3 separate regions of the Hordeum vulgare genome follow, and all the other regions are linked to region 1. A link is a contact called in public Hi-C data. All regions are on one chromosome and are shown on one strand. The core of a region is the stretch at or near the end of the contact, and the rest is flanking DNA. Distances in the headings are between cores, read along the strand shown. Region 1 holds the start of LOC123427488 (protein indeterminate-domain 4, chloroplastic-like). Region 2 has its middle 45 kb from the start of LOC123430654. Region 3 has its middle 94 kb from the start of LOC123430654.

What was found. Hi-C and Micro-C count contacts between places; a contact is called where the count stands out from the background.
Region 2: a Hi-C map of seedling shows a contact between it and region 1, with 2.4 times the contacts expected there. The contact joins the enhancer-like site here to the promoter of LOC123427488 in region 1. A contact is called at or near these places in 1 of 6 Hi-C or Micro-C datasets (seedling) and 1 of 1 datasets of contacts at active chromatin or transcription factors (embryo).
Region 3: a Hi-C map of seedling shows a contact between it and region 1, with 1.9 times the contacts expected there. The contact joins the enhancer-like site here to the promoter of LOC123427488 in region 1. A contact is called at or near these places in 3 of 6 Hi-C or Micro-C datasets (leaf and seedling) and 1 of 1 datasets of contacts at active chromatin or transcription factors (embryo).

What each region holds. Positions count from the first base shown.
Region 1 is chr2H:588,337,376-588,342,211 of MorexV3_pseudomolecules_assembly, reverse strand. LOC123427488 (protein indeterminate-domain 4, chloroplastic-like) reads left to right here and starts at 2,057. Exons shown (of 4, transcript XM_045111548.1): 1 at 2,057-2,359; 2 at 2,915-3,219; 3 at 4,625-4,836. The coding sequence starts at 2,991.
Region 2 is chr2H:588,481,375-588,485,869 of MorexV3_pseudomolecules_assembly, reverse strand. No RefSeq gene overlaps it. Among protein-coding and RNA genes, the nearest start is that of LOC123430654, 45 kb to the right of the region's middle. Within about 2 kb of position 1,314, at least 3 of the 3 cell types and tissues checked have open chromatin away from gene starts, as enhancers often do. A contact at or near this core is called in seedling, where this site is marked.
Region 3 is chr2H:588,529,921-588,534,591 of MorexV3_pseudomolecules_assembly, reverse strand. No RefSeq gene overlaps it. Among protein-coding and RNA genes, the nearest start is that of LOC123430654, 94 kb to the right of the region's middle. Within about 2 kb of position 1,426, at least 2 of the 3 cell types and tissues checked have open chromatin away from gene starts, as enhancers often do. A contact at or near this core is called in seedling, where this site is marked.

The sequences.
Region 1 (4,836 bases), core at 808-3,307:
CCTTATCGGCAAAATCAGGTGAGAAATCATGATTTGAACCATATCAACTAATTCAAATTCAATGGGCGAAATCCTACGACATGGGTCTAATTGCATCTTGCAAATAAATATTTTACTACTCGCAACCCCATGTTGTTCAGGGATCAGTCAATAGTTTCTAATTGCTCCCCAATTCGAAGAACTTGCATTATCAATCCTACCATTATCATGTAATGGTACTCACATGAGAAATGGAGCAAGAAGTGAAAATCCTCCTACCATGCCTATGATCTTTCCACAAATAGAAGATACTTGGCCGGGGTAGAGAATTACAAGAACCTGATGAAGATGTGTTCCCGCCGATCTGCCCTTTGTCAGACTCCTCCCCAGCGAGGAACCAAAATGGGCTACCATCCGGGGTGTGGACTAAATGTATTGAGTAGATCTCGCCATTGCGTGGAACCTGTCCGAACAACGCTGGAACGTGGGGAAGCGGTGGAAGCTGGGATCCGCCCTCTGGCCTCCAAGGTTCCCGCACCATTCCTCTGACCCCCTACAACACAACTGAGATCTCGTGCGTACCTGGAACCAGCATCACCATCACCACTCCATCCGCCACCTTCTGTGGGTCGGGCGGCGCCAACTCCTGTAACCAGAATTTGCGCCAGGGCTGCCCTGTCTCGTATTTGTAGAGGTTCCTTCCCTCATGGCCCGATACAAGATCTTGATGGTGTAGGCACCGTCTCCCGCCATCGGATATCTCTTTTATTTCGTTATTCTGAGCACCACCTTCATCGATCTCCGATGAATTTCGCTTACGTTGGTGAACCTATTGTAGAACTCGAAGAGTTGGTCTAGCTTCTCCACATCCCTTCCCGCCACCGCCCTTGGGTGGTCCTCCCAAGTTGCTTCCACCTCATCTTCAGCCCCGAGAAGCACTGAGAGACACACTCGATCAACGGAATTGAAACAACGGAACGATATCGATATGTTTGAGAAGAATGGGCGGGGGTGGCGTCATGGGGAGAGGCATACGAAAGGATGCGAGGGGGGCACATGTGGGACATGAACCTCGAGATCCTCCATGGTGATGTGTGGCACAAAAATTACCTTCTCGGTTGCTCTCCATAAGGTCATTCCTCAATCGATGGTGAGTTGATGTGTTCGCTCCTAGAATATAGTGTTCTTGTTTACAATAATGGTCGCCACAACGGTTTTTTGGTGTGTGGGGAAACAGTCTTCATTTTTTATATACCAATGTAACATTAATGAACCCTTTTAACATGTCGCCTCTTACCTTATCATAAACGTTCATATGTGGAATATGAGGATAAAAAAGGTAAGAGTTATTCAAACCCACTATTTGCTCTTAGTGAATTAGTTTTTTTAGTTTACAGGTAATTCGTCAGAAATACGGGATGGTCGGTACTTCGATTTTTGTATCACAGATAGCGCAACAAAAAGTTCAAATGCCGGTTTGCTGTAATTCATCGGAAATACGGGATGGTTGGTACACCATTTTTATACCAGGTTTCCTCTTGCCCCTACATTCAATATCTAACGATTGAACTGTGCACATTTATATGTTTGTGGCTTCCTCGTTTATATGTTTGTGGATTACTCATAAACGTTCAGATGGAGAATGTGATACGCACAAATGATGACAAATTAACAGGGTGATGTTTGTTGCACAACCTGGCCAAATACATGCGTGCAAACTAGCACAAAAAAAAAGGTTAAAACAGTCTAACAGAAGTTAGGTGAACAGGGGGATCCAAAGCCATGCTTTTAATCTGTAACGTGCTAGCAAGGCACGAAACACAAGCGCACGGCTGCAATCGCATAATAATAATAAAAATAATAATAAACCCCTAAAAATACCAAAACTTAACCCAAGGGGAAAAGAAAAGGCTTGCGCGCGCGTGTGAGATGGCGAGAGGCAAGCCCCACGCAGCAGTCGGTGGGCCCAACCCTCGGACGCCCCACGACACCGGTGGGCTGCGTGAGCTTGCCCCCGCCCGCCCGCTCCCCCCATCCCCTCTCCCTTTCCTCTCCCCCTTTCTCCTGCTCCGGCCTGTATATATAATCCCCATCTTTTATATATTTCCATGGTGTGCATCCGCCTGGGAAAGAGCAGAGGCAAAAATTCAGCAATTAATTTATAGAGAGCAAGAGGGGGGCATATAAGAGCGTGGAAGGGAAGAGATAGATAGATATAGAGAAAGAAAGGTATGACAGGGAGATGAAAGAAATGAGACAACAACCCTCTTAGCCTCCTCCCCGGCCCTCTCCTCCGTCCCCTCTCCTCCACTTCTATCCCCTCAGTGCCAACAAGGAGCAGCAAGGCAGGAGAAGAAGAAGCTAGCAGGGAGGGAGTGAGGTATCCCATGTTTTTTTCCTCCTCTCTAGCTCCTTGTTGTGTTCCTTTCAGAATTTTTAAATATCTGTATGTATGTGAGTTCTGTGGGTGTGGGTGTTTGCGAGCTTTTGTTCGTATGCCTTCTCTTTTTTTTTACTTTGTTTTGAGTGCAACTGTTTGTTTGTTTGGATTTCCCTGTCCACTTTGTTCTTTTGTTAATCTCGGAAGGGTCCTAAGCGGCCGAGGCCTTGGAGTTTTTCTCGGCTCCTTGTCGATTTGTTTGTTGTTTCAGATCGGTTCCAAGGGGACGCAGCGCATACATATGAGATAGGTATTAGCCATCACGCGCTCAGGGAATTTTGGGGCCTTTCCATCTGCTCCTTCCCAGTCCCAGTTCTCTTCTTTCGTCGTCGTTCTCCTCCTTAATTTGTACCTAGCTCGGGCGTCGGGGAACAAGAGTCTTCCAGATCTCTTTCTCTCTCCCTCCCATGGTCGCTTGCTTGTATTTGCTGTGCAGTGTCAGTTTTTACTCTCTTAATTGCGACGTCTCACATGGAAAATCTTTGCTTGTTTCAGCGAAGGGGGAAGAAGAAGGAGCACTGCCAATCCCTGAACAATCCGGAGTTGGTGCGAGGACCTAGGTTGGGAGGCGATGGCATCGAATTCATCGGCAGCGGCTGCGGCGGCGTTCTTCGGGATGAGGGATGGGGACCAGCAAGACCAGATGAAGCCGCTGATATCACAGCAGCAGCACCAGCAGCACCAGCAGCACCAGCTGGCAGCGGTGGCACTGTCCGGCGCGGGTAACGCGGCGCCTGCGGCGTCAAGCCAAGGCGCTCCGGCGGCGGCGCCACCGGCCAAGAAGAAGAGGACTCTACCTGGTAATCCAATCGTGGACCCTGGTTAATATTTTCAGTCATGCATGCTAACTGCAAGGTCTTGTCTGGACTGATTGGAGTCTTATCGTTTGGTTCCTGACAGTGCAAGCATCTTCTCTCACATGCGCACACTGGGTTTTCTCTCTCTCTCTCCAGTTTTTAGTATCTTCTACTCCTTTTACTCAGTTACTTCTTTCTTTGGGTTCTTGCTTCGGAGTAAATAAATACTTGGTATACTGCCGGTCCTCACGCCGGAGAGAATTGCACGTTTTTTTTTGGTAAGTAACTGACGTGTGTGTAATTGAGCGACAGTCTGTTCTTGCTACTACACGCGCCTTAATTTCACTCCCTAATTTCCCAGCTTGTACTCTTTTACTACTATCAGCTCCTCAATTTCTCATGGATCCCTGGTTCACTGGATCCGTTCCCCTATACTCTGGGTCTACTTCAATTCGAAGTTAGCTGTAGCCTCCAAGAAGAATTTGACCTTCAATTCGCTCCATGCTAATCAATACGACTTCATTTAAAGCTCTGTACTATATCACCTGAAAGGAGGACAATTAATTCAGGTGACGAACAGGAACTAGGGTACTTTACTCGTGGCTCTAGAGTAGACTTCTCCTTGTCTCAGGCCGTTTCTTCTTCTTCCAAAGTCTCATGTTCTCATCAGATCAGTCGGTTCCAGAATTCCTAACACGATTTGTTTCTAGTAGTTTTTATTTATTCTAGTTGGATATATTTTGGAGGAAAAATATCAAGTTTTTATTTACTTTTCTCGTTCCAAGATTCCATGTTACATGAGCTGTCATCCTCTCCACTGGAGCTCATTCAATTCTTTTCCCCAATTATGAGGTGCAAGCAGGAGCGAAGGCACAATCCATGACAATTCCTTTGTTCTCTATATCACTTCCTGCAAACTTCTTTCTTCCCCAAAATCTCATGCAAATATTCTCTTCTCCATGGCCTAGTTTGTCTCTACTCTCTAGCTCACCGGCCCCCACCCAGGGAAGTAAGCAACCATATCTTCTCCAATTAATCCATGATTTCTACTAGCTCCAATAGCATTATGCGCTCTTAATTTGATGATGCACGAGCGCCTAACAGATAAGAAAATTAATACACTCCAACAATAAAGAAATTTCGCACATAATATAATTAATAAGACCCTTGCTCAAATATCCGCTCTTGTAGAAGCATATATATCTTCTCCTACCTGTCCAAGCATGGAACGCCCTAAATATATAGCCACCCATTCTTAATTTCCAGGCATTTTATTGATTCTCTTATGCATGACGCATCGATTCATTAATTGGGATACCTTTTTTGTGTGCAAAGCAAATTGTCATATTTGTGTATATATATATATATATATATGCATTGTGTTTGATGATGAATTGATTGGTTGCAGATCCAGACGCGGAGGTGATCGCGCTGTCGCCTAAGACGCTGATGGCGACAAACCGGTTCGTGTGCGAGGTGTGCAACAAGGGGTTCCAGCGCGAGCAGAACCTGCAGCTGCACCGCCGCGGCCACAACCTGCCGTGGAAGCTGAAGCAGAAGAACCCGAACCAGGTGCAGCGCCGGCGCGTGTACCTGTGCCCGGAGCCGACGTGCGTCCAC
Region 2 (4,495 bases), core at 65-2,564, 140 kb before region 1:
TATGTGTATCGAACTAGTGAACGAATGATCGATTGAAACTTCATTCTTTCTTACTCGTAACTTTGATTGGGATCTCATTCTCATGTGCATACAAAAAGGATCATCCTCACTTATTAGCACTGGTGCTTCCCCCCCGTAGAAGCTATTCATATAGAAAAGAGACCCGGCCAACCACTACATTCCGTAGATTGGCAGCACCCTGCCTGCCCCAGCTGGCCCAAGAGAATAAACAAACTCATCGTTCTAACCATCCTGTCGTGCATCCACGCCCGCGTGGACCCTTAATCCGCTGTTCCAGTGACGGAATCTCATCAGAACCCGTCATGATTTGATCGGTCGGCGACGGCCGGAGACTCACAGCCCCAGAGTCGTTTTCAGGGATGCATATATAGAGAAAACTTCTCATGTGACGATGATGATGATAATCTTGGCTGCGATAACCAATTGTATCCCGTTTGGTCTTTGGATCGAGCGCAGACACAATTTTCCACACGAATTCCGCGCGCAGATATAGCACATCGATCCGTCTCCGGCTTGCACACACACATAATATCGTAAGAATGAAGTGCTCCTCTTCCTGTAGAATTTGCTGCTCTGCATCGTCATGTCATGTGGTAAGAAAAGAAGACGGCTCAGAAACGGGTCTTGCCGAGCTTTCCGCGTTGCCACGGCAAGTACAGTTTTGACAGGGGCGGACTGATTACAAGTCAGAATCGATCGCAATATTTCGCCCTCCTGCAGGTTGTCAAATCGTGGAGCGAGGAACCACGAATTCCTTTTGACAACATGACTTCAGGTTCTATATATTAGCTATTATTAGGTGGTAGATGGCGCTGAATCTGAAGATGTGAACAGATAGCTGGGCAAGGCAGTACTAGCGGTAGTGGAGCAGAAACGGGAGGTCGGCTGAGAAGCCGCTCGCTGTCCAAATGTGTCCCGTACGTGTCTCATCTAATGACTGTACTTGTGAGGTGTGACAAAGAAGTTGCCATACGAAACGCGAGCACACCTCTGTTGCCAGAATAGCTTCCGCGGAGACCTATCCTGCGTCGTCAGCTCTTGACAGCCCGCACGTTAAGGCAGCTGCTACTATCAAAGATTTCAGATTTCTCGCAATGCAGCTAGCTAGCATTTATCCATGGATTGTTTCGTGAGAAGAAATACCAAGAAACCCTAGGATTTCTTGCGCATATCCTCTCATCACATGCTTTTCAGGCGAGCTGTACCTCGACAACGACACTGTCATCTGCTTTGGCAGCAGCTAGCAAGCTAGCTAGGACGCGACCCGTCGAAACAAACGCACCATCAGCAGCAGCAGGGAGTATAGTAGTAGTACTCAGTACATTCACACGGCTAGCTATACGTAATGAGGCGTGGAGGAGGAAGAAACAAGCGAGAGGACCAGCTAGGAATGGAATCATGCCTGCTTGACCGTTTTCTACTCTCATTCCAGGATACATGATGCGTGCGTGCGTGTCGCGTCGCGAGCTCGGCGGAGAAGGCCGGTGACGTGCGTCCATGGAGAAGCACTGATGAAGCCTGCTGCCTGCCTTCCCTCTGCATGTCTTGGCCTGCAAGCTCCCGCTCTAGCTAAAAGAGGAAACAAAGGTTCCTATCCCTTCATTATTCCATTCTCCGGCTGCGAGGCCGGCCATGGATTCGAGCCCTAAGAAGAATGCCCGAGAATAACTCCGGGATATGTTGCAGGCCATGAGGCTGACATCTCACGCACAGGGAGAGAAAGGGGGGAGAGACACGGACGGGACCATGGCGTCTACTGTACTACGCGGGTACAGTATAGGTCACAAGTCTACAATAGCCTTCTCTCTCTGTCTCTCTCGATGTGGATCTTTCATCACTCATTTCTTACGTAACCTGCCCGGTTGGACTAGTTCATACGCTGTAAAGAAAGGCAAGTTGTATATATCTTTTTCGTTTCTGGACACCCTGAACAGATATGTTAATTAACAAATTTTCTATATTTAGTCTTTTGGAAGCTTCTGTAGTTACTAGATCTTCTAGGCTTCTGTAGTTACTGGATCTTCTGGTCAAATAATTTCCATGTATCTAACCTTCATACTACGGCTCCAAGCTAGTCTGTGTAGGTATCTCTGTCCTAAAATGTGGAAATTACACACAGAACAACTATACACGGCCCCCTTCACCCAGTAAAGGAAAAATGTAGAGTGTCCAGTGTTCAATAACGGGTACTCAGCAAACGTTCCCAACATTTTATTTTATTTGCAAAAGTGTAAGCCGAGTGTTCATCCTAATTAAGGCACACTCAGCAAAGGGTTACTGCATTTAGTAAAAATGAAACGCAAAAGGATAGCCAAGTGTGTGTTAGTAGATGCTTCCTCCATTTCAAATAAATGTTTCGAGCTTAGTACAATTTTGTATTAGAGCTAGTATAAAATTGAGACACTTATTTTAGGACGAAGGAAGTATTCCATAAACAATGAATGTCACGTAGCTGTTCAACAAGATGTGAAGGAACACGTGGCCTGGGCATTGCCGAGCTTTTTGTGTTTGATGAGGGTCTCATGATTCCTTTGCCGAGTGTTTTCTTTGTGTTAGTGTTTTCAGGACACTCAACAAAAACCCCACATTACCAAGTAATTTTTGTTTGCCGAGGTTTTTTGTATAGAACACGTGACAAACAATCTCCATGCCAAGTGTCCGTGGATATACACTCGGTAGGCCGGCAAATACTCGACAATGACGATTTATCCTGTATGGCGTGTGGTTTAACGAGCGATCGAGGAGGAATGGTGGCTCCATTCTTACAACATATATTGGGTTTGAAGATAGAGATATGTAGATAAAAATCGGATAGATTTAAATAATGTATTATTTATCTTGTACACGAGCACTAGTAGGGAGCCCCGACCCGTAAGGGGTTTTAGTCCCGATTCATCAACCGGGACTAAAGGGCGGGACTAAAGGCCTAACCTTTAGTCCCGGCCCTGTTACAAGCCGGGACTAAAGGTGCTCCACGTGGGCGCCTCGTAGCGCCCCAGGGGCAGGCCCTTTAGTCCCGGCTCGTTACACGGACCGGGACTAAAGAGTTTCAGATTTTGCTTATTTTTTGGGTTTTTTTTAATGAAATTATTTTTGGGTTTTAGGGTTTTAGGGTTTAGGTGTTCGGGAGATTAGCGTGATGCCTCGTTTGGTGTTCGGGAATTAGTTTTCATATAATTTAAATAGAAATAATTATGCATATATATATAAGATTAACTTATCTTACAAGCGAGCATATATATACAATTATATGGAGATCTGAATTATCGGGACTAGAGCCCGTCTATTCGATTACATGGACGAACATCAGTAATGGCCCCTAGCTATACTAAATCGTCCTTTGTCATCTATAGCTTCCGTCCTCAGAAATCCCGCAAGCTCCTCTGCAACAGCAATCACGCGTTGCTCTGGTAGGACCTTCGTCCTCATGGCTGTGTGCTATATAAGAAGAGGAGATGAATATGAATATCAATCATGATAACAAAGAATGACGGGTAAAAATAGAGGTGTGAATGTTCATTGCTTACGTCGAATTTGTGATCCTTGTGCTCAGAGGTAAATGTGCGAATGGTCTCGCAAACATAGTATCCGCATAGATGCGTTCCCCGTGGCTGCTGGTCGCACTTTACGAGAATAGAATATATATAATCAAAATAATAATCTAGCATCATAAATGTATTGAAAATAGAAGTATATCATACTACTACTTACCTGAGCCGCTCTAAAGGTCAGCTTCTTAGGAAAGTTACCGGGAGTCACGCACTTGAACCGCTTCCAAACCCTGCCCGACAAGGATAATGATTTGCTAAGTTTTTCATTAATTGATATATCAGAAAATCATCGAAAGAGACCGATAGAGCGCAAGAATGATTGAAATTACCCTTGGAGCATGTCCTGCAGGCTTTGGAACTGTTCAAAGGGTCTCGATAATGGGTCGAAGGCATTAACTCTTCCCTTATCAATTTGAATGTCCAACAGAATCCAATGGAAGCTGCACATGTATATATATATATATATATATATATATATATATATGTCAGTAACTTATCAATTACACTTATAAGTGAATGGACACAACAGAGTAAAGACCCTCACGTGAAGTTGTATGGAAACAGTATGTGGTCACATAAATTTTGATCTGTTAGAAACCTTAGAAGGTTTTCCTCCGTCTCCTTGGGTTTATTAGTTAGCGTCGCTATATGTATTTTATCTGGGTCAATAAACCCAATATTTATGATGTTCTTACTTTTGCAATCCAGAATCTTCATTCTGCATAATAGAGTACAAGTTATATATAGACAATGAATTGAAATTACTAAACAAGTTATATATAGACAACGAATTGAAAAACTTACAGACAATAGCAACTCATAAGCGATTTGTCGAGGGCGTCGCCATTGTACATCTGGAAGAGTTCATCAAAGTCGATATGGATTTCTTCGGGGCGGCCGTAGTACTCCCGTGGGACACTCAG
Region 3 (4,671 bases), core at 177-2,676, 190 kb before region 1:
GCTTGCGTTACGTACGTGTCCAATTATATATATCCATCTCTTAGGCCCATCGATCGATCGTTTTGCTGCATATGTATGTATACGTGACAAAAGAATGGCTCCAAGAGGGTGTGGACAAGCACGTAAGGCCTCGACGGATCTACCGCCAGCGGCGGCCGGACCCAGGCGTGCATGCAGCATGCGGGCTCTGCATATATAGCGATAAAACGCCAGGCTCATGCTTTTTAACCTGTTGGCTCGGTTTCGGAACAAGGGCCGGCCATGCATATGATGTCGGGATGCAAGGCGCGCAGAGGCAGAAGCAGAAGTTGCTTTTGAATGTCTCCTCCGATGCCTCTTCCCACTGTGTCTTAGACTTGTTGACACAAGTCATATGGCACTGCACCTGCACGCGCTGCTGCAGGCTGCAGCCGTAGATAGGCAGTGTTGCAGCACCGTAGTCCCCCTTTCTCTCGGTATGCTCGCCGGCTAAATTTCCTGTTTTGACCATTTTAATGAAGTCGTTTACAAAAATTTCTCGGTCTGATCTAGTTTCCACCGCCGGGACCCAACGATGAGAGGATATAACAACCATAGTTTTAAATAGCGGGCTACGACAAATAGCGGCGAGCCTCTAAATCAGCTATAGCGGAGCTATAGCGGCATATTTGTACATGATACCATTTAGCGGCACCCTGCTGAAAAGGCTATAGCGGGGCTATAACGGGCTATTTAAAACTACGATAACAACCTACCATCGATGTCTATAATGATAAGGTTGCATGCCTTATCCTATAAATTTTTAAGTTTCAAACATAGTGTGCAGCGTACGCATCCTACCATCAAGTACCTTAACGATAGGGTTATACTATATGCTACCGTCAGCATCTATGACGGTACGATATAACAACCTACCGTCAAGGTTTCTAATGATAAAAAAAGAATCGATAAAAAATGGATCAGATTCCAAAAAATTTATAAATGATCATCAGATCTCGATTACTTCACTAAAAAGATCAAAACACGAGCATTGTCGCTGGGAAGAAAAGTGGATTCGTGGGAGGGGGGGAGAGAGAGAGACAGGGCTCTGAAACCCTGGAAGGACCATCCAGTCACGGGAGGAGAAAGGAGGCCCCGGCCTTTCTTAACCCCTTTCTATCTCATCATTTCTGCAAAGTACTACATCACCAATCAGCACCTTTAACTGCATGGTGCATGGTTCAAGTGGAAACAAAAAAACTTTGAGCAGAACAAACTGCGTCGCGTTCTGGTACGTAGGTGAAAGAAAGCAGCTGTAGAGACCACCGGCAGAATCATGGACACCGACTGGCCCCGAACAGCGAGTGCTCACAAGGCAACAGAGGGAGGCGGTGGGGGCAGCCTGGCTGCAGTACGTCGGGTGTCGGAGGAGTCCACAGCAACAACCCGAGGGCGAGAAGGACGTCCCATCCTCTTCTACTCTACTTCATGTGCGTGCGTCCGTGCATGCATTGCATTGCATTTGCATGCTATGCTACCCTATCGCCCGCGCGTGTACGTACATGCAATTAAGCTAGTAGCTCTCCTTCTACCGCGCGCCTCGATCCCTCCCTCCTGCATGCGCTCTAGGACGAGTTGGGAGCAAGGGCTGTTACTGCACCTTGTCCTGATCGTTCCTACACGTGATCCGCTTGTTGGTCCAGGGCGCCGACCGGGTTAGTTATTGCGTCGCATGCATGCGAGTCCTAGGTGCCATCATGATGAAATCTTAAGCACCGTCTTCACTACGTTGAACACGCATGCACGCATGCATGATTGATCGAATATTAGTCCGTCCCCACGGCGAGTCGGCCATCGACCATATAAATCCACAGAACGCGCATGCATGCATGCTCCCGATCCATCCAACGGTAAACAGTCCGTGCATGCCCACATGCTTAATTAGTTACGGAGTTACACCGCCCATCCCATCATCTCAGGTCTTACGGCCACGCTACAGCGCCAAACAGCAAGCGATCCAAATCTGGGCGCCTCGCGGCCGGCCGGCCGGCGCTGCTGCACTGCAGCTGCGTGCATGCCCCGCGGCACAGTGACCCAAAGTACGCGCGCGCCCGAGCTCCTCCGGCCGACCAGACGCAGACGGGACAACAAATCAATCAGGGCGAGCGAGCGCGCGCGCCCTAGCACGTACCCGTGGTACGCTCCGCTGTATGTCTGAGCTAAGCGTAAGCGGCGGTACCGCCCGAGGAGGGAACTGTTCCGCGACCCGTCAGGTGCGGCGCCCAGGGGGGCTGTCCTTGGGACACTAGCTACCACGGGTTTTTACACTGGTGGTGGTACGTAACATACGGGGGGGTGTCACGTACGTGCGCGCGCGAGGCGCGATGGTCCTGGCATTGGCAAGAAGGCGGGCGGGGCGTACGTCGCTAGGGGACAGCCATCAATTGCCAACACGCTGCAGCGGGTGGGCAACGCGACGACGCTGCCCGGTTCCCACCGCTCGATGCATGCATGAATGAATGAGTGATAGAGTAGATGGTCCATGGGGATGCCTGCCGGAACGGTGGCACTGTGCATGGCGAGGAGCGATGCTGCTTACTAGGAGGAGTAGATCGGGTCTCGTGCGTGGGTGTGTACACACATGTGACTTGCCGTGGCAGTGCCAGCATGCTACATGTCTCTGCGCGCAATCTGATGATGGATCTGCTTTCGGGATGCATGGCTAGCTTGGGTCGGGATCGACTTGTCCTGCCCTCGTTAACGTACTGTGCCAGGATCCGCGCGAGCCTGTGTAAGCTGTACTGTGTGTCCGCCCATAGCTCATGCATGTGCCTCTGGGAGTGCTGTACATACTACTCCTACTTGGGCTAGCTAGCAGTTGGCGGTAATTCGCAGGCAGCTCTAGGCGTGTCACTCAGCTGTGAGCCCGTGATGCCGTGCCACGTTACGGCAGCAATAGGTTCATTGCGTGAACATTGTGCATACTGTGTACTCGTGTACACCCTCGGTTTTTATTTACTTCCCCTATTAGCCTTGACCTAAGGCCAACTCTATAAAGTTTGATCAATAAGGACGACTTCAATGATATTGATTTGACATTGTGAATGTTCATTTGAAAAGGTTTGACTCAACACAAAGCTAATATGCCGAGTAAAAAAAAAAGGGAGTATCAATGCGGCTCACCTGGGCATGCACGCCGGATCCTTGTAAGAGCATCTTTAGCAGACCCGTATGAATGGTCAAACCCGCAAAATTTTGTGTTTTACACTTTTGGTCGCAAAAAGTGTGTAGAACAGAAACCGTAAAAGTGATCCAACCTGTTAATTTTTTAAGAGGCACGGAAAAGCCACATCCGAAATCCTTATTTTTGAAGGTTGGAAGGCCAATTCTAAGGGGGGCCGTATAACATTCAAACCTCGTTGTACCAAACATGCCGCGACGGAGTTTGCCGGAATCCGCTCTAAACTTGGCGGAATTCATCACCACACACCGGAAAAGGCCGCTGGACATCGCAATCGATCACCGTCGGTTTGAATTGGATGAGGTCGACCTCGCCATGGCCTCCCATGAACTCAGCCTGGCCGCCGGAATCCTCTCAACACGGCAGGCAAAGGGGCATGGCTCGGCCGACACGGGTGGCAACAGAGCAAGTCGCTAACGATGGAGGCGACGGGGCATGGCCGGCGGGCGACAAGGCGTGGCTGGCGAGGCTAGGCGCGGCCGGCGTGGTGATGTGGCGCGATCGACAGGGACGGGTCGTGGCCGATGGGCGACGGGGCATGGACGAGGGCGACGTGGCGCGACCGACGGGCGACGGGGCATGGACGAGGGTGACGTGGCGCGGCCGACGGGCGACGGGGCGCATCCGACGGGGTTAGACGCGGCCGGCCTGGCCGACACGGCCGGCTGGAGGAAGGAGCGGTGGCCGCCGGACCGAAGGAAGGAGCTCTTTGCCGCAGTTTTACAGTTTCTGTTCGGCCATAGCTAAAATGGACCCTTAAAATACCTTTTCTTCGACCCGTATCTCACTTTTACAGTTTGTATTTTTACAGTGTCTGCTAGAGATGCTCTAAGAGCACCGATGAAAGACCAACCTGCGAAAGAGAAAGATTATCCATCCGCGGTTTCCATCGATTTCCTTATCTCTGGCGGCGACGGATCTTGTGCCAGGAGATATTGTATGGTCTAGTGCATTTTAGCTTCTTTTTTTATGTTACATCGTCTACAACAGAACATAACATAGTAAATATGACTCCTAAACGTTCACGGACGTGTCTAGTCCATGATCGGGTTTTCCCCTTAGTTGTCCGTCCATGTAATCATATTTTATAAAAAATTTCTCATATGTCCGTTCATTTGCACGTAAATGATGAAGAGAAAAAAAAGATGATTCAGGATGGGAGCGCGTCCTACGTGACGGACTTACCAAGTTGTACTCGGACGCGTCCGTAAGCCCCCTCATATCCTTCCTATATTCGAAATGGATATAAGAGTTCGTAGACAACCTAAACATATAATTAAGAATGATATAACGGATTCAATTGAGTCATTTTTTTACCTTTTCTGTTTTGTCCGGTCACCCATCGAATACATTAACGTATGAGCAATCGTTTGAGACGTCTGGTTATAAATGTTCTTAGATTTTCAAATCGTTGGTGGTGACATTTCCACGGTGGTGATGGTAAATCTCATAGCTCTAAATCTGTCGTAGTA